2 separate regions of the Sus scrofa genome follow, and region 2 is linked to region 1. The links are chromatin contacts, called in public Hi-C maps. All regions are on one chromosome and are shown on one strand. Each heading gives the region's core, a stretch centred on a gene start, on an enhancer-like site or on the middle of the called end of the contact. The rest is flanking DNA. Distances are from core to core; before and after follow the strand shown.

The links. Hi-C and Micro-C count contacts between places; a contact is called where the count stands out from the background.
Region 2: a Hi-C map of liver shows a contact between it and region 1, with 2.1 times the contacts expected there. The contact joins two enhancer-like sites. A contact is called at or near these places in 1 of 5 promoter capture datasets (liver) and 5 of 47 Hi-C or Micro-C datasets (epiblast stem cells, fetal heart ventricle, liver and 1 more).

The regions. Positions count from the first base shown.
Region 1 is chr8:72,181,570-72,187,573 of Sscrofa11.1, reverse strand. All of the region lies in intron 2 of SHROOM3 (protein Shroom3), which reads right to left. Among named protein-coding and RNA genes, the nearest start is that of SHROOM3, 87 kb to the right of the region's middle. Within about 2 kb of position 4,178, at least 36 of the 83 cell types and tissues checked have an H3K27ac peak or open chromatin away from gene starts, as enhancers often do. A contact at or near this core is called in liver, where this site is marked.
Region 2 is chr8:72,260,279-72,267,005 of Sscrofa11.1, reverse strand. The region is part of intron 3 of SHROOM3 (protein Shroom3); the gene reads right to left. Among named protein-coding and RNA genes, the nearest start is that of SHROOM3, 170 kb to the right of the region's middle. Within about 2 kb of position 2,140, at least 11 of the 83 cell types and tissues checked have an H3K27ac peak or open chromatin away from gene starts, as enhancers often do. A contact at or near this core is called in liver, where this site is marked.

The DNA.
Region 1 (6,004 bases), core at 2,929-5,428:
CCAGCTTTAACACAGTGTTTACCCAACACCTGGTTAATCTGTGCCTGAGAAAACCAGCCCATTACCTATAGCAGCAACAGTTCTTTGCTACTAAATGCCTTCCTGTTTGCCTTGTAAGCAAGAGAGTTTTCAGAAAAGACCTGTTTTTTGTTTGTTTGTTTTTGTTTTTTGGGTTTTTTTTTTTAGTGTTAAAAAAGAAAATCCCTGGAAAAAAAAGGTGAATATCAGATCTCTGTATATCACCACTCACCCCAAAAGAATTTCCCCAGCCAAGGGGAAATTGTGTCAAATATGCTTCCAAGAACAAACCCAATGAGAAATACATTCGAGTCTCTCATCCTGTTGGATTTGTGAGAAAGTTCTGCTGCATTGCTAAAGCCAAGAAGATGGTTCCCAATCACAGGCTTGCTGTCAAGGTCCAGATTTGAAGTAAAACTACTAACCATAGGGTTCACCCCATAACCAAGAGATTTAAAAGAATGAAAATTACACCACTTCTATGTGGAATCTGTTTGAAAAAAGGATACAAAAGAACAATCTGTAAATCAGAAACAAACTCACAGATTTCAAAACCAAAAACCGTAGGCGAAACCATTGCAGAGGAGGGAAGAATTGGGGAAGTGGGAATAACATACACACCCTATTGTATAAAATAGATGATTAACGAAACAATAGTTTGTGATAACCTCTATGGGAAAAAAGAATGGATATATTTATATGTGTGACTGATTCACTTTGCTGTACACCTGAAACTAATACAACATTGAAAGTGAAAACAAACAAATATAAAAAGAGCTTAGGAGTTCCCATCAAGGCTCAGTGGTAACAAACCTGACCAGTATCCATGAAGACTCGGGTTCGATTCCTGGTCCCACTCAATGGGTTAAGAATCCAGCATTGCTGTGAGCTGTGATGTAGTTGCTAGATGTGGCTCGGATCCAAGCAGCATTGCTGTTTTGCCATGGCTATGGTGTAGGCTGGCAACTACAGCTCCAATTTGACTGCTAGCCTGGGAACATCCATATGCTTCAGGTGTGGCCCTAAAAAGACAAAGAAAAAAAAAAGAGCTTAATAAGTGAAAAATAATTTTAAAATAAAATAATGAAAATTATGTAAACCTTCCTTCAAACTTGAGAGAAAGGGGATTTTTTTTTTTCTTTTTATCCATGCACCTGTGGAATATGGAGGTTCCCAGGCTAGGGGTCGAATCAGAGCTGCAGCTGCCATTTACACCACAGCCACAGCAACACTGGATCTGAGCCCCATCTTCGACCTATGCCACAGCTTGCAGCAATGCCACATCCTTAGGCCAGGGATTGAACCCGCATCCTCATATTAGGTCCTTAACCCACTGAGCCACAATGGGAACTCTGAGAAAGGAGATTAAAAAAAAAAAAAAAAAAAACTCTTTTGGGCTGGAAGAAAAAGAACAAGAGAGCAAGTCCTTGGTGAGAATGGCTGATGTCCAACCCTGGGAGCAGCAGGGAGACAAGAGAGCTGGGAGCAGGAGGGCTTGGGCCCTCCCTCCCCAGCAAGAATCCTGCAAGGGAACATTCTCACCCAGAGCCCTGGGCCAGCGTGCAGGCTAGAGCAGAGAGCAATGGCCACAGGGTAGGTCCAGCCAGACAGCCCCTCTGAGACAGACCCTCCACCCCACCTCCACGCTTCCTGCAGCATCACAGCAGCCCAGGAGAGCCGTGGGTATCTTCCCCGTGGTTTCCCTCCCACCTGCTCTCTGAGATGGGGCAAGGGTTTGCCTGAGAGAAACAGTGGACTAGGAATAGCCTTATTGTGTATGAACCTGGCAGCCACAGGGCAGGGGCGGGCTATGGACATCAGCCCTGGGGGGCAGGGAGGACAGCAGTCAAAAGTCAAAGTCAGCCCAGAAGAGGTTCGTCTCAAGAACCAGTTTTCTACCCCTTAAATGTCAAGGTCACCATAAGAACACCAAGAACCAAAAAAAAAAAGAGAGAGAGAGAGAGGAAAAGAAAAATCTTGACTAAGAGTTACTCAAGAAGGACTGGGTTTCCAGCATCTAGAGTCACATCCCAACAGCTCTTGCCCTGGTATGCTGGCATCCTCAGAGAGCGTCTGCTGCTCTGGCTTCACTGACGAGGGAAATCGGTGCCCCCCAGCAATGCTCAGATCAGAAACACACCCTTGATGGCTTCTGGACAGAGCAGGTTAGCAGGCATCTTCCCTCATACCCCTCGGGGAGTCGGTACCTGCCATGGTGTATTATACGCCCTTTTCTCTTTCTGCTACAGCTGCTACAAAATTCCCGGGAAGGCAGTGCTCCCAAAGCAGACCATCATGGCCAACGGCAAATTCTCCTGAAGAAGAGCTGAGATTGAGGGTAGGGATGGGGGCTTGAAGTCAGGTGGGAGAAGAGTTTTTTGGGGGGTTTTTAAAATTTTTTTTTTCTTTTTAGAGCCACACCTGCAGTGTATGGAAATTCCCAGGATAAGGGTCAAATTGGAGCTGGATCTGCTGGCTTATACCACAGCCATGTGGTAACACTGGATCCGAGCCGCATCTGCAATCTACACCGCAGCTCACAGCAATGCAGGATTCTTAACCCACTGAGCGAGGCCAGGGGTCGAACCTGAATCCTCATGGATGCTAGTCAGGTTCGTTACCACTGAGCCACATTGGGAAATCCCAAAGAAGTTATATTTAAATGCTTAAAAAAGACCAGGGTTTAAACCAGAGGTAATTGGATTTATCTTGAATTAGAAATATTTAGTTTTCTATTACCATGTAGAAATTAGGGCTCATGAGTTAATTTAATTCAATTATAGAAAAATAAAATTACTTCTCAGCTCACTTGACATTTGTGTTAATGAAAATTTACTCTCTCAGAATTTTTTTTTTTTTTTTTTTTTTTTGGCCATGTCCATGGTGTGCAGTAGTTCCTGGGCCACGGATGGAACTTGTGCCACAGCAGCGACCGAGCTATAGCAGTGACAATGCCAGATGTTTAATTGCTAGACTACCAGGGAACTCCCTCTCTGTACATTTTCATGTAAATTCACTGTTACTATTTCAATTTTTTTTTTTTTTTTTTTAGGGCCACACACGAGGCATATGGAGGTTCCCAGGCTAGGGGTAGTCAGAGCTGCAGCTGCTGGTCTACACCACAGCCGCAGCAATGCCAGATCCAAGTCATGTCTGCGATCTACACCACAGCTCATGGCAATACCAGATCCTTAACCCACTGAGTGAGGCCTGGGAGGGAACTACATCCTTATGGATACTAGTCTGGTTTGTTCCTGCTGGGGCATGACGGGGAACTCCCACTGTTTCAATTTTATCTCACCTTTCAGAATTAGAGGTTTGATGCCCTCATAAAAGAGTTTTAATCCTCAGTGCAAGAATTAGAGGGACTGTTCTAGCGGGTGTATCAGTGGGCCTGGCGATTGTCGTCCAGCATCCACTGCACCCTTGAAGCAGCTGTGGTGACTGCATCTCCAAGTGAGCCCCGAGCCACCCACAGGGACCCCTAGCCTCAGCCAGTCCGCACATGACATTTCTCAGATCAGAGGCCTCAGTCACAGTTGGGGCAGGGGTATCAGCCAGTGCTGGGGACAGACCTCCTCTCTCTGGAGATGGACAAGGAGAAGTGGCAAAGGCCTTAAGTTTGAAATTAACACCATTGAAGGTAAAGAACAAAGAACAAACGCCTGGCCAGTTACTCAGTCCCACCAACGCTGAGACCCTCTGGGGTTTCCAGGGCCGAGGCAGTCAGTCCAGCTCTTGGATTGTTCAACCCAGTTTGAGGTGGGCTCTGTGTTCCGTGTGACCAAAACCCCCTGAAATGCCGTGGCTGCAACAGAGGACGTTCTGCGCTCCGAATTTTCAATGCACTGCCCTCCGACCTGCGACTTCATTCTCCCAGGGGCCTGGAGCCACAGGCCTCTCTCTCGCTTTCCCCTCCTCCCTCGGCTTTTCATCCTTCAAGACGAGAGGGAGGGCGGGGGGGAGAGGGAAGGGGGGAGAAGGGGGGAGAAGCGGGGGAGGGGGAGGCGGCATCAGCTTCCTGCTTTTGGTCCAGGCCGCTGGAACATTCCTTATGCGCTCTTACATAAAACGAAGAATGTGAGCGCTCATTGTTCAGGGGTGTTGGGTGACTCCAGACTCCGGGAGAACAATCCATTCCACACATTCCGCCAGCAGCTCGTGACCAGGTGATGCAAGCCGGGGGGACGCGATGCCCCGAGCTGGTTTGATCTGTCGTGGGGATCGGGGATCGGGGATCGGGGCTGGCGGCTCTGAGACTGTTACCTTTCACTCGCCCCGCTGCCCTCTCACATACCACTTCTAGACCCTTCCAGGCACCTCCCAGGCCGAGTTTACAACAAGCCACTGGACGGGACACTTATCAAAGGGCAAACATTGACTTTACAAGGTGGCAGTTAAAAATAACCTGCCAGAGGCTCAGAGTGCGTCAGGGAAGGCCATTGTCCCCTGGGGTGTGTGGTGTGCCCAAGACTTCCTCCCCAAGGCCTCCCTCCCACCTTCGTCTTTTGTACGTATTGATTGATTAAAGTATAGTTGATTGAGGACGTTGTGTTTTAGGTGGACCGCAAAGAGGTTCAGTTTTGTATACAGATTATATTCTTTCTGACTCTTTTCCATTATAGGTTATTACAGGATACTGAACACAGTTCCCTGTGCTGAGTAGGTCCTTGTTGTTTCTCTGTTTTATGTAGAGTGGTGTGTATCTTTTCATCCCAAACTCCTAATTTCTCTCTCCCCACCCTTTCCCCTTTGGTGACCATTAGTTTTCTGTCTCTGAATCTGCTTCTGCTTTGTACATAGGTTCGTGTGTGTCCTATTTTAGATTCCACATATAAGTGATATCATGCAGGATTTGTCTTTCCCTGTCTGGCTTCCTTCGCTTAGTAATGCACATTCTGTTTCCTTTCTGTGGCTGCAGATTGACAAGATTCAAAGAGGGCAGTGTCTTTAGGATGTCAGATTTTTTTTTAGTTTCTGCCCTTTCCCATTTACTCTTTGTCTTTGGGGCTAGCAGACAAATCCCAACCTGGCTGGTGCAGAGAGGAGCAGTACACAGGAACCTACTAGCATGCATGCATTCATTCATTCATCCATCCATTCATTTTTGCATCCAGAGGCATGTGGATCCTGGAAAAGAGGCATCATTCCCAAGGCTTGGTTTCAGCTCACAAAGCCAACAATGAAGTCAGGTCCAGGCTGCTTGCCATGCAGGCAGCACAAAGGTAGGACACAGTCAGGCCATGGCCAGCAAAGATCAGAGGAGGCAGCAGACTCTTTTCAAATGTGACATGGGGGGAGAGTTCCCTTCATGGGGCAGCAGAAATGAATCTGACTAGTATCCACAAAGATGCACGTTCGATCTTTGGCCTCGCTCAGTGGGTTGAGGATCCGGCATTGCCATGAGCTGTGGTGTATGTCACAGTCATGGGTTGGATCCCGTGTTCCTATGGCTGTGGTGTAGGCCGGCAGCTGTAGCTCCAAGTCAATCTCTAGCCTAGGAACCTTCATATGCTGCAGTTCGGCCCTAAAAAGACACACACACAAAAAAGTTATCAAATGCGACATGGGGGGGATGCCCGTTAAATAATAAAAGACTGGTTCCTTGCATCCATGTTGAAGCAAAGGTGTTTAGAGTCAATACCCTGCTGGAAAGCGCTAAATTTTAGAATAGGCTCTGTGCTTGGAAAAATGATATTCGAGAACCTTGAAGAACTCTACTGAAAGACCTCTCAAAACTCTGTGTTAAAAAAAACAAACAACTCAACTGGAAAGTGGGCAACTGGAAAGTGGGCGGAGGAAGAGGATATAGGATGGCAAATAAGCACATGAAAAGGTGTTCAACCTCACTAACCAGTAGAGAGATGCAAATTAAGACCGCAGTGAGATAATATTATTCAGCTAACTGAAATAAAAAACCGTAATAATGCCAATGCTGATGAGGATCTGGAGAAACTTCTTGATCTTTCATACTTAGCCGGTCAGG
Region 2 (6,727 bases), core at 891-3,390, 81 kb before region 1:
AGAGCATATTTTTAAAAGTATATGTTTTTAGAAGATGGCCATCTCAAGAAACAGGAGGTGATAGAGACCTGCCTGGTCCATTTACACCACATTAGATTTAGGCAAGCTGCAGGGGCCCCAGCCATCAGTGTTCCATCCCTCTACCTCTTAGTATAAATGCAGAATAATAAAATACAATGTAACAATGCGAATGCCAATGAGGACAATAAAAATAACTAACAGTTATTGAGCACTTACTTTGTGCTAGTTACACGCCTTAGCCCATTTAATCCTCACAATCACCTTCTGGGGAAAACACTCCCATCCTCTTTTTTTTTTTTTTTTTTTGGTCTTTTTTGCTTTTTCTAGGGCTGCACCCACAGCGTGTGGAAGTTCCCAGGCTAGGGGTCTCATCAGAGCTGTAGCCACCGGCCACAGCCACAGCCACAGCAATTCGGGATCCGAACCGCGTCTGCGATCTACACCACAGCTCACGGCCAACGCCAGATCCTTAAGCCACTGAGCAAGGCCAGGGATTGAACCCGCAACCTCATGGTTCCTAGTCAGATTCATTAACCACTGAGCCACTTTGGGAACTCCCACTCCCATCCTCTTTTGGAAGACAAGGAAGCTGAGGAGAGAAGTGATCTATCCAAAGTTCCAGGGTCCCGGAGTCAGTGACAAGCCAGCATCTGAACACAGCCAGTCTGGCTCAAAAGGCTCTTCTCTTTCTAAACTCTAAACACCACATTGCACAGTGAGATCCATGGAAGAATCCAAAGATGTACTCACAGCTATCACAGTGCAAAGTAATTTGCTCTCCTGCAGGGCAACCAAGAGGGATTCAATTTAAAAACCATTTCGTAGCATTGACTAAAGTTTATTTATGGTAACTCATTTTACTTTTGCCTACTATTTACCAATCTACCTCCACTAGTCAACCTAGGTACAAGTGGGTAGTCTTTCAAAGATGAAGCAAAGGCTTTCAGCACAGAACAAATGCAGGAAATGCAGCGTGACATAGGTCTGCAGCCATCATTTGTCAGGAATTTATGCAATTTTACAGTTTTCAATAAAGACAAATGCATAGCAGCATGTGGATTAACCGTACACTTTGCAAGACAGAAATGCATAAAATCTGGGGGAGAAAGCCCATTGTTCAATTCTTTCTTTTTGAAATGATGTGATTACCTAGAGGACTTTGTGATTTCTTTTAGCTATTCTTAGACCCACGGGGTCCTTCTGTATCATGAGCAGCCCTTCTCACCAGAGTTGGGTTGGAAAATACGCAATCAGTCATTTGTGAACTAAAGATAACCAAGGAGAACAGAGAACAGCGAACCAAAGGAAAGTTCTGTGATTGCTCCAGGATGGTCTCACCCTTGGCCGGCTTTCCCTTTCCTTGAAGGAAAGTGTTGAAATGTGAAGGCATTCCTCACCCAGCCTCTCTCCGTCCCCTCCCTGGATGGCCACGGGACAGCCATGTGTCCAAAGAGGGCTAAACCTCATTCGTTGGAAGGTGAACACTTAGTCAATCTGGTCATGGCTTCTTTTTTTCCCACCCACAATCTCCCAAGCAACTGGCCTGATGATTTTTTTTTTTTTTGTCTTTTTGCCATTTCTTGGGCTGCTCCTCCAGCACATGGAAGTTCCCAGGCTAGGGGTCGAATCGGAGCTGTAGCCACCTGCCTACACCACAGCATAGCCACTCAGGCTCCGAGCCGCATCTGCGACCTATGCCATAGCTCACGGCAACGCCGGATCCTTAACCCACCGAGCAAGGCCAGGGATCGAACCCGCAACCTCATGGCTCCTAGTCGGATTCGTTAACCACTGCGCCACGACGGGAACTCCACGGCCTGATGATTTTTTGGACTGAAGTGTTGGATAATTTGAGAGTTACACAGAAAGAAGACAGCCCAGGCTACTAAACCTATAGGAAGGATTAGCAATTGTTTCCCTATATAGACAGAAGAAAAGAATTTCATTTAGCAATTGGAAGGCTACATTCTTGCTGAAAGAGACAGTCCAGTTTTGAAAAGTAATCACCTGTTGCTCCCAGCAGTCATTATGTAACCCAGGATTTCTCAAACTTGCACCACGTGGGCCAGATAATGCCTTGTTGTGGAGGCCGTCCTGGGCACCGGACGACCTGCCCTCTGCCCTATAGAACCAGTAGCACAACTTCCCCAGCGTGACAACCAAAAAAATCTCCAGACTTGGCTAAAGGCAAACCCACTTCCAGTTGAGAACCGATAATTTAAATATTTAACTATCACCAGCGTTTCTGCCTTCTCTGTCATAACAAACATATTATGGATGGTTCTTTTTAAACATCTTGAAAGAGTTTTCTTCCTCAAAGGCATAATAGATTTCAGAGTAGTGCTAAAAAAAAAACAGGCTTTCCACTTTTCCTGGTCTCTGATTCTGATAGTCAGGGTTGCTTCACAAAGATTCAGTGACAATCAGGAACAATGATTCTTGATGCTTAAATATGTATTTCTTATCCCAGGCACTTTAACAATATTTTCTCCTGAGTTCTCACCACTCCCCTTTTTACCAGTGAGGTAGAAACACACTAGTTGTTTACTTTCAGTTATAGTGCAGCATAATTTTTTTTTTTTTTTTTTTTTTAGGGCCGCACCCGAGGCATATGGAGGTTCCCAGGCCAGGGGTCAAATCAGAACTGCAGCTGCCGGCCTACACCGCAGCCCAAGCAATGCCAGATCCAAGCCTCAGCTGAGACCTACACCAGAGCCACATCAACGCAGGATCCTTAACTCACTGAACAAGGCCAAGGATTGAACCCACGTCCTCATGGATACTAGTCAGGTTTGCTACCGCTGAGCCATGACGAGCACTCCCATAAAATATTTCTAATATGCAAAAGCATTAAATGGAGGCATTTACAAAAATATCACACCTATGGGCAATGAAAACTGGCAGGACCATCGGGGACATTCCAGAGCAATGACCAGGGTTACAGTCACTGAGTACCTTATCGAGACCGTTTCTTGATAAGGAAAGTTAATCACTCTTTCAGTGCAACTGGCTGATAAAACCACACACGCTAATAGTTATCAAGAAATTTTCTTCATTGAATTATTAAACATAAAATATCAAACATAGCTTCAGTGCTCGACTGTATCCTAGAAAAACATCTCAGGCATGTGAAAACCAGGAGTACCATAGTTCTGGGAGTTCCCTGGTGGCCTAGCGGTTAAGGATCTGGCGTCAATGCTGTGGCACAGTTTCGATCCCTGCCTGGGGAACTTCCGCATATGAGGGAGTGGCAGGAAAAAAAAAAGGACCATCGTTCTCTGCCTTCTTTCAGCGGTTTCTGTAGTCTAATGGTATGCTTTTCTATCCCAGCATAACCAGCCTCATCTCCCAAGGTGCCCAGGAAAGAGTGGGGTATGTATGGAAACTTCCCTCTGATTCATGGGGCATGCACCGCTTTCCCGTGGCCCCATCCATCAAGAAGGCAGCATTGCATAATGTTCGCCATCCAGCAGATGCCAGCTCAAGGAATAATCAAAGTTGGCAAAAGCACATTGTATCATTTCTTAACGTCTCCACATCGGCATTGATAACAAGAGCAACAACAGCCCCTGCTACCAGCACCACTGTGACCAGCATGCTACCTGCCAGCCCCACGTCAAGCACTTCACTTTCATTGCCCCTTAACCGTCGTGACGGCTCTGTGAGCTGGGTCATAGCTCCCCCACTTTACAGATGAGGTTCACAAAAGTAAGTATCCTGCCCAAAGCGATGGAAGGAATTGAAGTCGATATTCAAACCAGGGACAATTCACCTTGAAAGCCTGAACAATTATCCTATCATGACAAGCACAGCAAGACAGAAAAAACCCTAGCTGTGCACTACCATGAGCAAAACAAAAAAATGCTTTCTCCAAAAGAACGGGGAGAGGGTTTGGGAGACTCTAGGTTTATATCATTTTACTCTTTTAAAAAAATTTTTATGTAAGAAAGATAACCAGAGTGATAGGTATATTATGCGGACAAAAGCCAAAGTGCACCTGGGACCCAAGGCTGTGTTGGTTTTCAATTGTTTTTTTGGGGGGGTGGTTTGTTTGTTTTTGTTTTTTAATGGCCGCACCTGTGGCATGTGGAGGTTCCTGGGCTGGGGATTGAACCCAAGCCTCCACAGTGACCCAAGCCTCTTTTACTCTTGAAAGAAAGAAGAAGGGTGAGGAACTAGCTGTCTGCAGCTGGGCAGCACTATCTGGTAAAGACCGATTATCCACCGCAGGAAATTTTACTGTACTTGAAAGGGGGCATAACAATTTCCTTTAATATCAGTTGGCCGTTTTCTGAAGGGTCACAACTTAAGACCCATGTTTCCCTGTATCTCAAAAGCAACTAATAAAGCCTTCCTTTTAATCCTTAACTGCAGGCTTCCATGACAAACTTTTGATTGTTATTCACGAGTTAACGCCTTTCTCTGTGTCAAAGTTCTCAGGTTTATCAGCCTTTGCTAGGAAGCCAAACCTTCTACTGAGCTGCCAAAGTGAAAAATCTGGGAGTCATTCTGACAGCCTCCTCCTGCCATCACATCCACCTACTCCCCTTCCAGATACCAAACCCACCACGTCCTCCCCTTTTACTGACACACACTGACACACACACACACACACACACACACACACACACACACACACAACTTTTCAGATTCTTTTCTAATATTGGTTATCATAAGATTTTTTTGGCCATGCCCATGGCGTGCAGAAGTTCCCGAGCCAGGGATAGAACCCGAGCCACAGCTGTAAAAATGCTGGATATATATATATAATTTTTTTTTTTTTTTTTTTTTTTTTGTGTGTCTTTTAGGGCTGCACCCACAGCACATGAAGATTCCCAGGCTAGGAGTCAAAGCAGAACTGTAGCTGCTGGCCTACACCACAGCCACAGCAATGCCAGATCTGAGCTGTGTCTGCGACCTACACCACAGCTCATGGCAACGCCAGATCCTTAACCCAGTTAAGTAAGGCCAGGGACTGAACCTGTGTCCTCATGGATGCGAGTCAGATTCATTTCTGCTGAGCCACGACAGGAACTCCAATGCTGGATCTTTAATAGCTAGGCCACCAAGGAATGACACAAGATATTATTACTCCCTGTGCTGTTCAGTAGGTCCTTGTTGGTTTTCTATTTTATATATAGTAGTATGTATACGTTAATCCCAAACTCCTAATCCATCCCTCCCCCTGCCTTACCCTTTCGGTAACCAGAAGTTTGTTTAAGTATGTCTGCGAGTCTATTTCTGTTTTGTAAATAAGTTGATTCGTATCATTTTTTTTTTTTTTTTAGATTCCACATATAAGTGATATATGGTATTTGTCTTTCTCTGACATACTTCGCTTAGTATGATAATCTCCAGGTCCATCCATGATGGACAAATGGCATTATTTCATTCACTCCTGATCTGCCTTTTAAATTCCTCAGTAACTCCCTATCACCTTCAGGGTCGTGTTCAATCTTATGAGCATCCTCACATATGCTTTCCAATAAAAAAATACCAAATACGAGTTCCCATCATGGCTCAGTGGGTTCAGAACCCGACCAGTATTGAGAAGTATGTGGGTTCAATTCCTGGCCTCATTCAGTGGGTTAAGGATCCAGGGTTGCCATGAGCTGTGGTGCAGGTCACAGATGAGGCTCGGACTTGGCATTGCTGTGGCTGTGGCATAGGCTGGAACCTCCATATGCTGCAGATGGGGCCCTAAGAAGAGGGAGAAAAAAAAAATACCTTCAGGCAGGTCTACCTCCAGCCCACGTGGCACCTTGTGCAAATTAGACAAAGGCACTTCCTACTACAGGTGCTCCGAGGAGCCAAGCCCACGCAGGATTTCAGCCCTGCTCTCACCCCATCTCTGCCCACCCTTTTTGAAAGGTCACAAGTGCTCAACCAGCCCTGCAGCCCTAACTTAAGCTTCTCATCAAGCACCTCTTTGTCTACTTGTCTAGAACACCTTTACCCACTAAATCCCCCTACCTAACTCCTATTCGTCCTTCTAAACGTCAAAGCAATCATTCTCCTCCAAGAGGAACCCACCTACTCTATGCTACCAGAAAACCCTTGTCACAGCATGCCTGTCACAGATTTTTCCATTCATTTCCCCCATGTAGCATTCTGTGACCATAAGGACCCTGTCTCTTAGATCTGTGTGCCTGTAGAGCTCAGCACAGCGCCGCAGACCCATCGTTGCTGAATGTCAAACAAACGATGCCACTTGCTTATATGGTCACCATGTAAGATCCCCAGCAGTTTGGAGATGGGGCCACTGGGAGGGGGGTGCTGTTCCTCAAATTACATAATCCCCACTCAGATAACCAGAAGCCAAGTTTCATTGAGCAATCATTTCATTAACCTATGATTAAGAAGAACAAACATTTTATTTATGTATTGCTTTTTTAGAGCTGCACACGTGGCATATGGAGGTTTCCAGGCTAGGGGTGAAATAGGAGCTGCAGCTGCTGGCCTCCACCACAGCTACAGCCACAGCCACACCAGATCCTTAACCCACTGAGTGAGGCCAGGAATCAAACCCGCATCCTGATGGATACTAGTGGGGTTCATTACCACTGAGCCACAACGGAAACTCCAATATTAAAAAAATAAAGAGTTAGCCCTACTTCCTGAAGCACAGGCCGGCGCTCTTCTACACCTGCCTTTCTTGGGATTTGCCAATTCCCTCCTGACACAAATCCAGAATTCTCTTCTCGAT